Linked DNA regions of Sus scrofa: region 2 is linked to region 1. A link is a contact called in public Hi-C data. All regions are on one chromosome and are shown on one strand. Each heading gives the region's core, a stretch centred on a gene start, on an enhancer-like site or on the middle of the called end of the contact. The rest is flanking DNA. Distances are from core to core; before and after follow the strand shown.

Evidence for each region. Hi-C and Micro-C count contacts between places; a contact is called where the count stands out from the background.
Region 2: a contact with region 1 is called in a Hi-C map of liver, with 10 times the contacts expected there. The contact joins the promoter of MAGI1 here to the enhancer-like site in region 1. A contact is called at or near these places in 1 of 5 promoter capture datasets (liver), 3 of 47 Hi-C or Micro-C datasets (embryonic fibroblasts, liver and skeletal muscle) and 1 of 2 datasets of contacts at active chromatin or transcription factors (skeletal muscle).

The regions. Positions count from the first base shown.
Region 1 is chr13:47,385,535-47,390,833 of Sscrofa11.1, forward strand. All of the region lies in intron 1 of MAGI1 (membrane-associated guanylate kinase, WW and PDZ domain-containing protein 1), which reads right to left. Among named protein-coding and RNA genes, the nearest start is that of MAGI1, 180 kb to the right of the region's middle. Within about 2 kb of position 2,252, at least 3 of the 83 cell types and tissues checked have an H3K27ac peak or open chromatin away from gene starts, as enhancers often do. A contact at or near this core is called in liver, where this site is marked.
Region 2 is chr13:47,565,367-47,570,287 of Sscrofa11.1, forward strand. MAGI1 (membrane-associated guanylate kinase, WW and PDZ domain-containing protein 1) reads right to left here and starts at 2,774. Exons shown (of 22, transcript XM_021070801.1): 1 at 1,840-2,774. The coding sequence starts at 2,152.

The DNA.
Region 1 (5,299 bases), core at 1,002-3,501:
CACAGAGCACATTAGTCTCAACCTGATCTGAAAGCTGGAAAGTTCTCCCCATTGTGTTAATGGAAGCAAATTTAGGTCCCTAAGTTAGTTAACCCTAACCCTAAGTTTGCTAGGCAGCAAAGCCAATCTACTGATGCCACTTTGTGGTAAAGGCAAGTACAGTGTTTATTGCAGGCATCAAACAAAGAGAATGGGCAGCTCACGCTCAAAAGAATTGAAGGGTTCTTTTAATGGAAAAGTTTTTAAAGGCAACATCTGGGGTGAGGGTGCAGCTCATGGACTTTGTTCTGATTGGTTTGTGGTGAGGTAACAGGATGATGATTCAGGAATCTTCATCATCAACCTTCTGGTTCCAACCAATCTGAGCTCTATGTGCTGTAATCTGCATGTAGTCACCATCCACCACCTGGGTAGGTGGAGTTCTTAGTTTCTACAGAACAACTCAAAGATACACAACAAATTCTTTAAAACATCCATCCCTTGAGGAGGAACCAGGACTCTGTTTTATTGCTGAACTATTGTTTAAGCTATTATCACTTTCCTTGCTTGACTGTTTTTCCGTGGTTTCTGCATGCCCTTACTTCCCTAATTAGTAACGGCTTGCCTCTGCTCTTTGGAACTCATCTAAGGCCTAGGAAAAACAGTGGACATGAAAGGACCCCACAGAGCCCTGCTGGGGTTCAATCCCCCTTTGTTTGATACTCCTCAATTCCGAGGGGAATAGGGTTTGGGACAAGAGAAGGAATAGGTTTAGATAGAGAGATTAATCCTCAACACAGCAGGGGAACTTGTGGCTCCCCTGTTTCCACTGCGGCCAGCAGCATGGAGGAACAGTACCTTCTCTTCTCTGGGAGTCCTAACATGTGCTCAAGTTCACAGGATGCCTAATGGAAGGGGACCTCCAGTTTCCTGTGGAGCCAGACTTCCTTTTCTCTTAATGGAGTGACATATGAAAAATTGTCAACAAGTCTCCCCAAAATGCAGGAACCACATGAAAATCAATAAAACCTGACTGCCCTGTTCATTTGATGGGAGTCAGCCAGACCAAACGGAGGTAATGGGGCTTAGCGGGGCTCACGGCCACTGCAGGCATGCAAGCAGACCTGGCAGAAAGGCAGTCCTTATTTCTCAATGGGAGTTGGCCTTTGCTCTTAGGGTCAGTTGCTAGAATCATGGTCAGCAGTGCTCACAACAGGAAATAGAGCTGGTCTTTATGAGGAGTGGAAAAACAGTTTCCTGGAGCGAGGAAACACAGGAGGCACAGAATCTGAGACTGAGATTTTAGGAATCATCCAAACCCAAAAAGGAAGCCAAGTAATCTATGGTTTCTGGTGTATCTTCTTTTTCACATTTTTAACAACTCTAAAAATTGATGAAACTGTGTAATTATCACCCGAGGATGGTTTGCAAATCAGAATGCTTTCATATGTATTTTCTAATTTACAAAGGTTGATCTTCGCACAATTCCAACCAGAACAGAGATCTTGGAACCCACTGCAAATGGGAGAAAATGGGAGTCAAGGATCCTGCCAGATCAGAGTCCAGGGCCTCTGACATCCACCAGGGATGTGCTGCAGGGAGCTGATCAGCAAGGCTGTGCGTTATAGCTCTTCTGTCCAGCATTTCACTGAAGGAAAAATCAGAAGGGTAGCAGAATTTACCACCCCAAAATATGCCTCTTTGGAAAAAAGACTATTTTAGGCTGAGCACTTTAAGAAGCAGCAGACATGGGTGAAGCTCTGAAAACGGAGTTAACCTTTTTTAAGAGACATTTTACATGGATAAAGGACATCTCCATTTGTAAGGATTTCTTTCCATGTGTGACAGGAAAAGGAGGATGGCTGGAACTCCAGGAACACTTATCAAGGGAGAATCAGACTTAAAACTGCCTAACAACCATACCCTCATTTACAATGGTCCCAGTTAATTTGACTCCCCTGCCCACACTATGTCCAACATCTTCTTCTGTTTTTAGCTGGAGAAGGTATTTAAGGGATTACTTAGGTTATTTCAGGAAATTTTATTCAGGTTTCCCAGGTCTCTCTCATGTATACAAGAAGCATAGATGCTATTAAACTTCTGTTTGTTTTCTCCCTGTTAATTTGTCATTTATTAATGAGTGTCTCAGCCAAAACCTACAAAGCTGGAAGTAACGTTATTTTCCTTCCACTACAAAGCGGGGGGGGGGGAGGGGGGGCACCTAAAATGCCTTTCTTGAAATCCTAAAAATGCAATGCACTAGGAAGCTGGTTAGGTGGTGCTATAGTCTGCCGGACTAGGGATGGGACAGCCACAGGTGCGTCCTGCTTTACCTGCATTCCATTCTTTGCAAGAGGGACACACTGAAAATATCCCTCAAGCATTTAAAAGGAAATAGGAAGGGAAGGAAGGAGAGAAAAAATAGGCCAAGCTACACCACATTTCTGCTATTAAGTAAAAATTCATAAAAACCTCCTATTTTCAACTGTATTAAATCTAAAGCGGTGATAACAAATATAATATTTTAATAATGGTAAGCTTAAATGTAATCATTACCAAGGAACAAAAATTTGTGACAAATTGAAGCTTCCAAATGACTTCAGAGAGAACTCATTACTCTATGAGTTAACATGATACGAAGGGATATTATAATTTATAGAGCTAACCAGTGTGATTAGCAATAAGAAAGTGCCGTGCCTCACATCAACAACATGAGCGAGTTGTTATGGAGACAATACACCGGTGGGTCTCTGCTGCAGTCAACTAATTTTTAATCTTGAGGATTTGTGACTCTGCTTGGCTGGATCCTGCTATTAATCAACATGAACAGATGATAAACAGGAGTTTCAAAGTTCTAAAAGGAGATCAACGAAATCATTGCTTCTTCCCAGCAGGAACTGAACATTCCTTGACCTCAAATTCCGTTCTTCTCTTTATCTCTTTATGGGATATAACTGTGAATATCTCTTCTGGTAAGAAAAAAGGGGCCATGGAGTAGCATTATGATGCTAAAACTGTCCTCTGTAAACACACCTCAGGCCTGCTCTTGCCACCAAGAAACTCCTCCTGTGTTTGATGACATGGTATATGAAACAACACTGCACTTTTCAGTGTTTACACAAATAATCTCCAACTACACATACATGGAAATCAGAATAAATCAAATCCTATATTCTCAGTGACTTTCTTTCTTTTTTTTTTTAATTTTTATTTTTCTTTTTATAGCCATACCAGTAGCACATGGAAGTTCCAAGGCCAGGAGTCGAGTAAGAGCTGCAGCTGGTGTACACCACAGCCATGGAAACACTGGATCTGAGCACCATCTGCAACCTATGCCACAGTTTGTGGCAATGCCAGGCCCTTAACCCATTGAGCAAGGCCAGGGATCCAACCCGAATCCTCAAGAAAGGACAATATGTCAAGTTCTTAACCCACGGAGCCACAACAGGAACTCCTCATTGACTTTACTTCTATTTCCAAGTTAACTCATCTTCACTCTCAAATGAGCCAACACCAAGTTTCTCTGTCTCTATGACAAATATAAATGGAGTCCTCAAGCGTACAGAGCAAGAAAGAAACTCTTACTCTGGGCAGAAAAGGGCCAGAAGGGACCAATTATTCGTTGAATGCCTGCCACATGCCACTGTTGGGCTATGTGCTTTAAATGCATGATTAGATCTAGTCCTTATCCGGGAAGTACAAACAAGCACACTGACAGAGTCATCTTTATAGATGAATAGAAACACTGGATCAAGGACAAGCCAGAAGCCACACAGCTGGGCAGTGAGAGATGGTCGATCGGGGTCTGAGGGTCTGAATGTCTTCCCCCTCCCTCCCTCCACCCTAACTCAAAACAGAAGTTCTCTCAGGGGCCATAGGGATCTCTGGGTACATTTCTGTTGGGAGCTGTAGGGACTCGCCATGGTGATGGCATTCTCAGGCAGGTGCCACTGGGAAGGTCTCTCTGGAATTATGCTGCAAGGTGCCCTCCACTAAGGCAGCAGGTGCCACCAAAGGGAATCCTCGAGGGGAGAAAAGCAGGACATGTGTACGGCAGGCTCACAGCGAGTAATTTTCCCTCTGGTTCCACTTCCATCAGCTCCTTTCAGAAGGGAGACTGTCCTTCAGAGATTTAAACTGGGTTTGACATGACAAATAATGTCTTTGAGCCACTGTCCAAGTAACGCACATTACTCATTACTTCTCTCTCATTTTTTCATCCCTTCCAGAGGAACAGACAGAATTCAAATAAGAGGGGCACAGCTTGTCCTTAATGAAGGTCCTGACTTCAGCAGCATTTCAGAGGATGTGAGAGGGTCAGTCGCAGCACGCCCTGTGACCAGGGGGCCAGGGCCACCCCCAGAAAGCAACTTCTCCTCACTCTGGTTTGCAGCTTGGGGGAGCCAGGGCCTTACCCTCTTGATATTAATCCTTGCTTTCAGAGCTTATCAGAGATGCCTGAAGGCTGAACAAACCACTTGTAAGTAAATATTTTGTTTAGCAAAGCGATGGTTGCTTTTTCTTTATTATTATTTTTTTAGTAGAGTTAGCAGTTTTATAGGCATGTGCTCTTTTGTCTAGCCACCATGCCACCAGTTCTGACTGTCTCAGATGGGCCAGGGTCATCTTATGCCACCTCCCTGGCCTCTAAATGCTTTGTGATGAAAGGTTCCTTTTACATAATCAAAGGGAAAAAGAGTAAAGCTCATCACCACAAAAATTATGCCCCTCTAGCCCTCTTGTACATAAACTCCAGAAACCAAGGATGTTGATACCATCACAGAGGAAACAGAACAGATCATTACAAATAAATAATGAGAGCATCAACAGAGAGAAAACCATCTCTGCCCATAGAAATTGGAGAAAGTGCCCAAGTGAGGGGCTGTTTGACCTTGGTCTTCAAGGTCAAAGTGGGAGCTTGCTGAGGGAGAGGCCCTCAGAGAAAAAGACATTCACATGTGAAGAGCAAAACAATGGTATGGCTGAGCCACAGGGACTATGCCTCCACTGTCCCATCTAAAAAGTGCATCCAATGTGCCTTTAATACTGAGCAACCAATAAAAACAAAAAATCATTGCTTAGAAAGCAATTACCAAGATGCTAACAGGTGTGTGGACTCCATCTGAGGCAGGAATGGTAAGATGGTAGATCTGGAACAAATGGCATAGTCTCGGGCATAAAAAGCCCCACAGAACACGCCCTGTTTAATTAGCACTCCTGGGCCCCCCAGCTTGATATCTTGTTCAACTTGGATTCCTTTCCTTTCTTTCCATCTCAGGAGGCACTGGCCGCCTCACTGCAGACTTGACCCACTTGCTCA
Region 2 (4,921 bases), core at 1,524-4,023, 180 kb after region 1:
ATTTGCTTCACAATTCAGGTTCCTGACATTGAAACCTAGATTCAGAAATAAATAACTGCCCCAATTCAGTTTAAACGTAATAATAGCCCATCTTTATTGATCACTTGCTGTGTGCCAGGCACTGTTTTGCACTTAGTAGTTTACCTAATACAAGAAAGCCAGTTTACAGATGAGAACAGTTTACACGTTCTCAGTTTACAGATGAGAACAGTTTACACGTTCTCAGGTGAGGTAAGGTGTTGGACCTCAGGCAAAGCTGGGGAGATGTAGAATGAAGGAAGTACAGTCTCTCCCTTCAAAGAGCTTACCACAGTGTACGGAAATAAGGGGAGGGCCCTAACTCATAATTCAGAGTAAGTAAAAAACCACAAGATACACCTTTAGGGGAGTTCAGAGGAAGAAGGATTTATTCGTCCTGGCAGGATGCTGGAGGGCTTCTTGGAGGTGTCCAAGTAGAAGATGAGGACATAAATAGAAAGAGCTTTCCAGACCGCTCAGTCACTCAGCTCCCAAAGCTACCAACTCTTCTCTTAGTTCCCTTGCTCCATTTCACCTGGAACAGGCCTGCTTCCAAGATAGGATCAGCTCAGCCCAGCCCTCCTTTCCTCTGACACATTCCTCCAGCTGCTGCTTGCCCTTCCAGGCCTACAGGCACATATGGGAACTTTTCACCAAGGCTCACTCTGGTGCTTTCATGGGGGAGAAGCTGCATCATCGGTAAAAGGGACCCCTTTAAGGGAATCCAGTCCTTCTGCACCGGATTATATCAGACAGTCCCTAGCCTGCACCAAGCTAAGTCGTAAGGGACTCCCACCACCAGCAGCCATCAGAAAGGTCATCACTCCTCTCCAGGCTTCCGAGAGAGATGAATTTGCTCCTCCTCCCTCCTCTCAAACACATTCCCTGGGTCATCCCCCAACCTCTTCCTCATCAGGGCTTAAAGCTCTGCAGCAAGGGCTCAAACCCTCACTCCTTTGTGACCTTGGGCAAGTAACTGAACCAACTCCAGCCCCAGCTTCCTTATAATATGGGGTTTATGAGAACAACTCGCTCTCAGAATTGTTGTGAATCAGAATAAGGCAGTGCAAGGAAAGCACTGTACAAAGAGACTGGAACGAAAGAGCAACTATCAACATCATCACAGGGATGATGTTGGTGGCAGTATAAACTTGGGCTTGACTGGCGCTGAAATACCCCCTCCACTCTCTTCCCCCACCGCCACCCACAAGCCTGCGGCCCGGCAGCACGGAGGAGACACATGCGTCATCCAGCTGTGGAGTGAATGCAGGATCTTCCGGCAGCGGGCTTTGGGACCTAGGCAGTGATGCCTCAACCCACCTGGGCTGCTGCGGGGTGAAGGTTATTTTCTGATGGGGGACGTCCAATAAGCAAAGACCCTTCCCTCCTTCGTACCCATTCTCCAGGTGGAAACAGACAAGCGGCCAAAGAACGCAGCAGCTGCGCCAGCGGTAACGACCCCCCAGGGAGCCAGAAGAACGTCCCCTAGCCCCGGCTTCAGTTCCCCAACTCTCCTCCAGATGCGGGAGAAGCTGCGCCGCACTTGGTGGCTGAGATAACAGGTTGGCAAACCCGACCTGCGAAAAAAATCTCCGCGCTTCCCCGCGCAAACCTAAGCCCCTCTTCCCTACTCAGGTGGGCAAACAACCTACAATCTCTCAACAACTTTGTGTATTTCACCAACTCAAGGCGCTTGGCCTCAACTTCCCCTCTAAGCCGGGTTTGCCGGAGAAAAGCGGGAAATTGGGGATGGGGGGAGGGAGTCTCCACAGGCCGCTCCCCTTTTCTGGGGGCGCCTTCCGGAGGCGCGTCCCGTCTTACCTTGTCTGACGGCTTTGAAGGTGACCGCCTCCTTGAAGCTGTCGATGACTCCCAGTACGTCATAGCGGGGCAAGCCGGACACCCGGATCCCCTGGACCTCCAGAAGCAGCTCCCCCTCGCCCAGCCGCGGGCCCTCGCCGCCGCCAGGAAGCCCCGACGCCTCGGCCGCCGCCACCGCTCCGACATAAGGAAACTCTCCATTCTCCGCGCCCCCCAGCACGGTCACCCCCAGCTCGCCCTGGGGTCCCCGCTTCACGGTGCATTCGTGAACCTTGCTAGTCCAGTGATTCTTCTTCTGGATCACTTTTGACATGATGAGTTACACCCCTCTTCCCCCCCACAAAAAAAATAATAAGTGAGAGACAGGTGTCCCTCCGCAGCACAAGCCCCCCCCCCAGGCCCTCGCTGGTTCATGGGAGAGACATCTCCCCCCAAAAAACGCAACGGGAGAGAGAAACTTGGCAGCCTCGCTCGCCGCACACACTCGCGCACTCAAGCCATCATAAAACAAACTTTCTGGGCTTCCCCGCGAGCCCTGCACAGGCGCCCGCGAGCTTTGTTTGCATTCCGGTGCTTCTCCGTCCACGTTCCGGCGCCTGACCGTGCTCTCCCGGACCAGAGTCCACTCTGCGCCGCTTGGGTTATTTTTTTTCCTTCCTTCCTTTCTTTCTCGCCTCTTAGAAATGCGGTGTCTCCTCTTTGCCGCCCGCCTGGCTCGCCTTTTCTCGTTGGCGGGTTGTTCCTGAGCGTGAGGGAAGCCCTTCCAGCCAGTTGCTGGGAGCCCAGGAGACGCGGTAGCGAAGCGGGGGTTGGGGGACAGGGGGGAAGTGCCAGCGGCCCCTTTAAGCAGATACAAAGGCTCTGCTTGTTTTGTTACAGTTCATTCTATTCCGCGCCGCCGAGCGCAGCGGCCGGCGAAAGGAGACGCGCGCGCATGCGCACCGCGGCCTCCAGCCAGCCGGCCCGCCCCACCCCGCCTTCCCGAAGGGAGAGATTCCAAAGTGCTTCCCGTTGGGTCCTAAAACCGATCCGCCAGGAGCAAGCAATTTACCCTCCTTACCACACACCTCTGATTCCTCCTTTTCTTTCAGTTCCCTGGGCTCAGCAATTTCTTTCGGGAGTTTGGGGGAAGCGCACGTGTATTACTCCAACTGTTTGAAACTTTTGAAAACATAGGCCAGTTTGGTTTTGGCATTTTAAAATCATTTAAAACAGGTGGGGGTTGGGTAGGCTCACCACTCGCGCTCACACTCACGCACACAAGCACGCGCTCACGACGGCCTAAGCCTCACCACCGCCTTCAGCCAGTGGCTGGCCACGCTGTTGGTCACCCAGCCCCGGGCGCCTGCCTTGCAACCCCCACCCCGACCCCCGCCACATTTCAATCTAAAACCCTGAACCAAACCCAAAGGCGTGCGTCGGCCCCCCCCCTTCTCCCCGCCTGCACTGCGCCCTTGGGTTTGGGTCGTGGAACTAGACTTGCCCCTGTCTCTGCGACCCTGGGGAAGGGGACTCTTGGATTCCCCAACTGGGATCCCTATGAGCGTCACACGCTCACACACACACACACACCACACACACGCACTCAAACTTTGAGACCAACTTTTTTGGACGTGGGAAAACTAGACCAGGGAAAGAAGCCAAAGGCAAGAGGGGATTCGGGTCTTCAAGTGAAAAGAGGTCTAACTTTTTAACTCCCTTGTGGGCAGAGATTTCTGGAGCCAGGCATTGGTCCCAGGATCAAATTCCCGACTGAGCTGGGCAGCCTTCGGACCCGCCCGGGGCTAGGAGATAAGAATCACCCCCAGATCTGGGATCTGCACCCGCGTCCTGGAGCCCGCGGGAGCGGGGGCGCGGCAGACACCTATTGGAATTCTCAGCCCCGGGCTTGGGGCTGCCTTCGGCGCCGCCCGGGGGCGTGGGGGTGAGCCAGCTTCAGTTCCTGCCAGGTTTGGGAATGTGCTTCAGGGCTGCGGACTGAAAGAATAGCCTGCACCATCAAGGCTGCCCTCCCTAAATACTCCCCAATCGGCCTGAGCGATAGTCTCCCAAGCATTTTCTTTTCTTCTGTGATTTATAACTTGTTTATTCATCTTTGGTCCCAGGAAAGATTGCAAGTGCTAAATAAGGAAGGGGAGTGTAAGGGACTCAGAAAGGAGGGAGTGCCACAGCGGTCACGGTTGAGAGCCTTTCTCTGGGGTTTAGATCCCCACCAGTCCAGTCTCTGTGACCTTGATCAAGCACGGGGACCCCTCAGTGCCTTAGTTTCTCCCTTATTAAGTACATATAGCAATACCTCACTAGGTTCTTGGGTGTATTATGAGGGAGAAGAGCTTGCATACGATAAAAATTTGGTGTAGTAGTAGTATAGTATTTGGAAAGAAAATTAGGAATCATTTGGGATTTCAAATTAGATGATACCAATAATCCCTCCTCGCCTTTACGAAACTTAAAATATACAGGCATACATGGAAACACTTTAAAGCTCTGATTGTAGGGTGCTATTCTCAGCTAATAAAAATAAGAGAGGAATGTTGATGCTTCTCTCTTGGGATATCCAGAAATGAAAAATCCCGTTGCTTTGTAGTATTTGTAAAAGAAGGAAGTGACCAATTTTCCATGGCTCTTCTTGGTGAAGAAAATTTCATCTTCAGCCTCTTTTCTTGGAAGCAATCTATTTGAACTGGATCAAAATGAGTGAGAGCTTCAAAAGATCCATTTCCAAACACAGATCCAGCCAGTCAGAATCTCAGGGATGGACTCTATCATGGGGACTTTTCAGGTTCCCCTTAAGTGGTGCTGTTACACAATATGGAGGACCATAGTTATAGCTTCTTGATTCCTGAGCTGCTTTTTTTTTTTTTTTTTTTTTCTTTCTTTCTTTCTTTTTTTTTTTTTTTTTTCTTTTTTGCTTATAAATCACAGAGCCTTTTAGGAGAAGAAATCTGTGGTCTGCTTCTTTCTGCAGAGTGTAAGCTCCAGGAGGGCAGCACATACGTTTTGTCAGTTCGGTTTACTGATGTATTCCCAGTTCCTAGAACACTACCTGGTCCCTGGTTAATGCTCAAGTGTCTGGTGAATT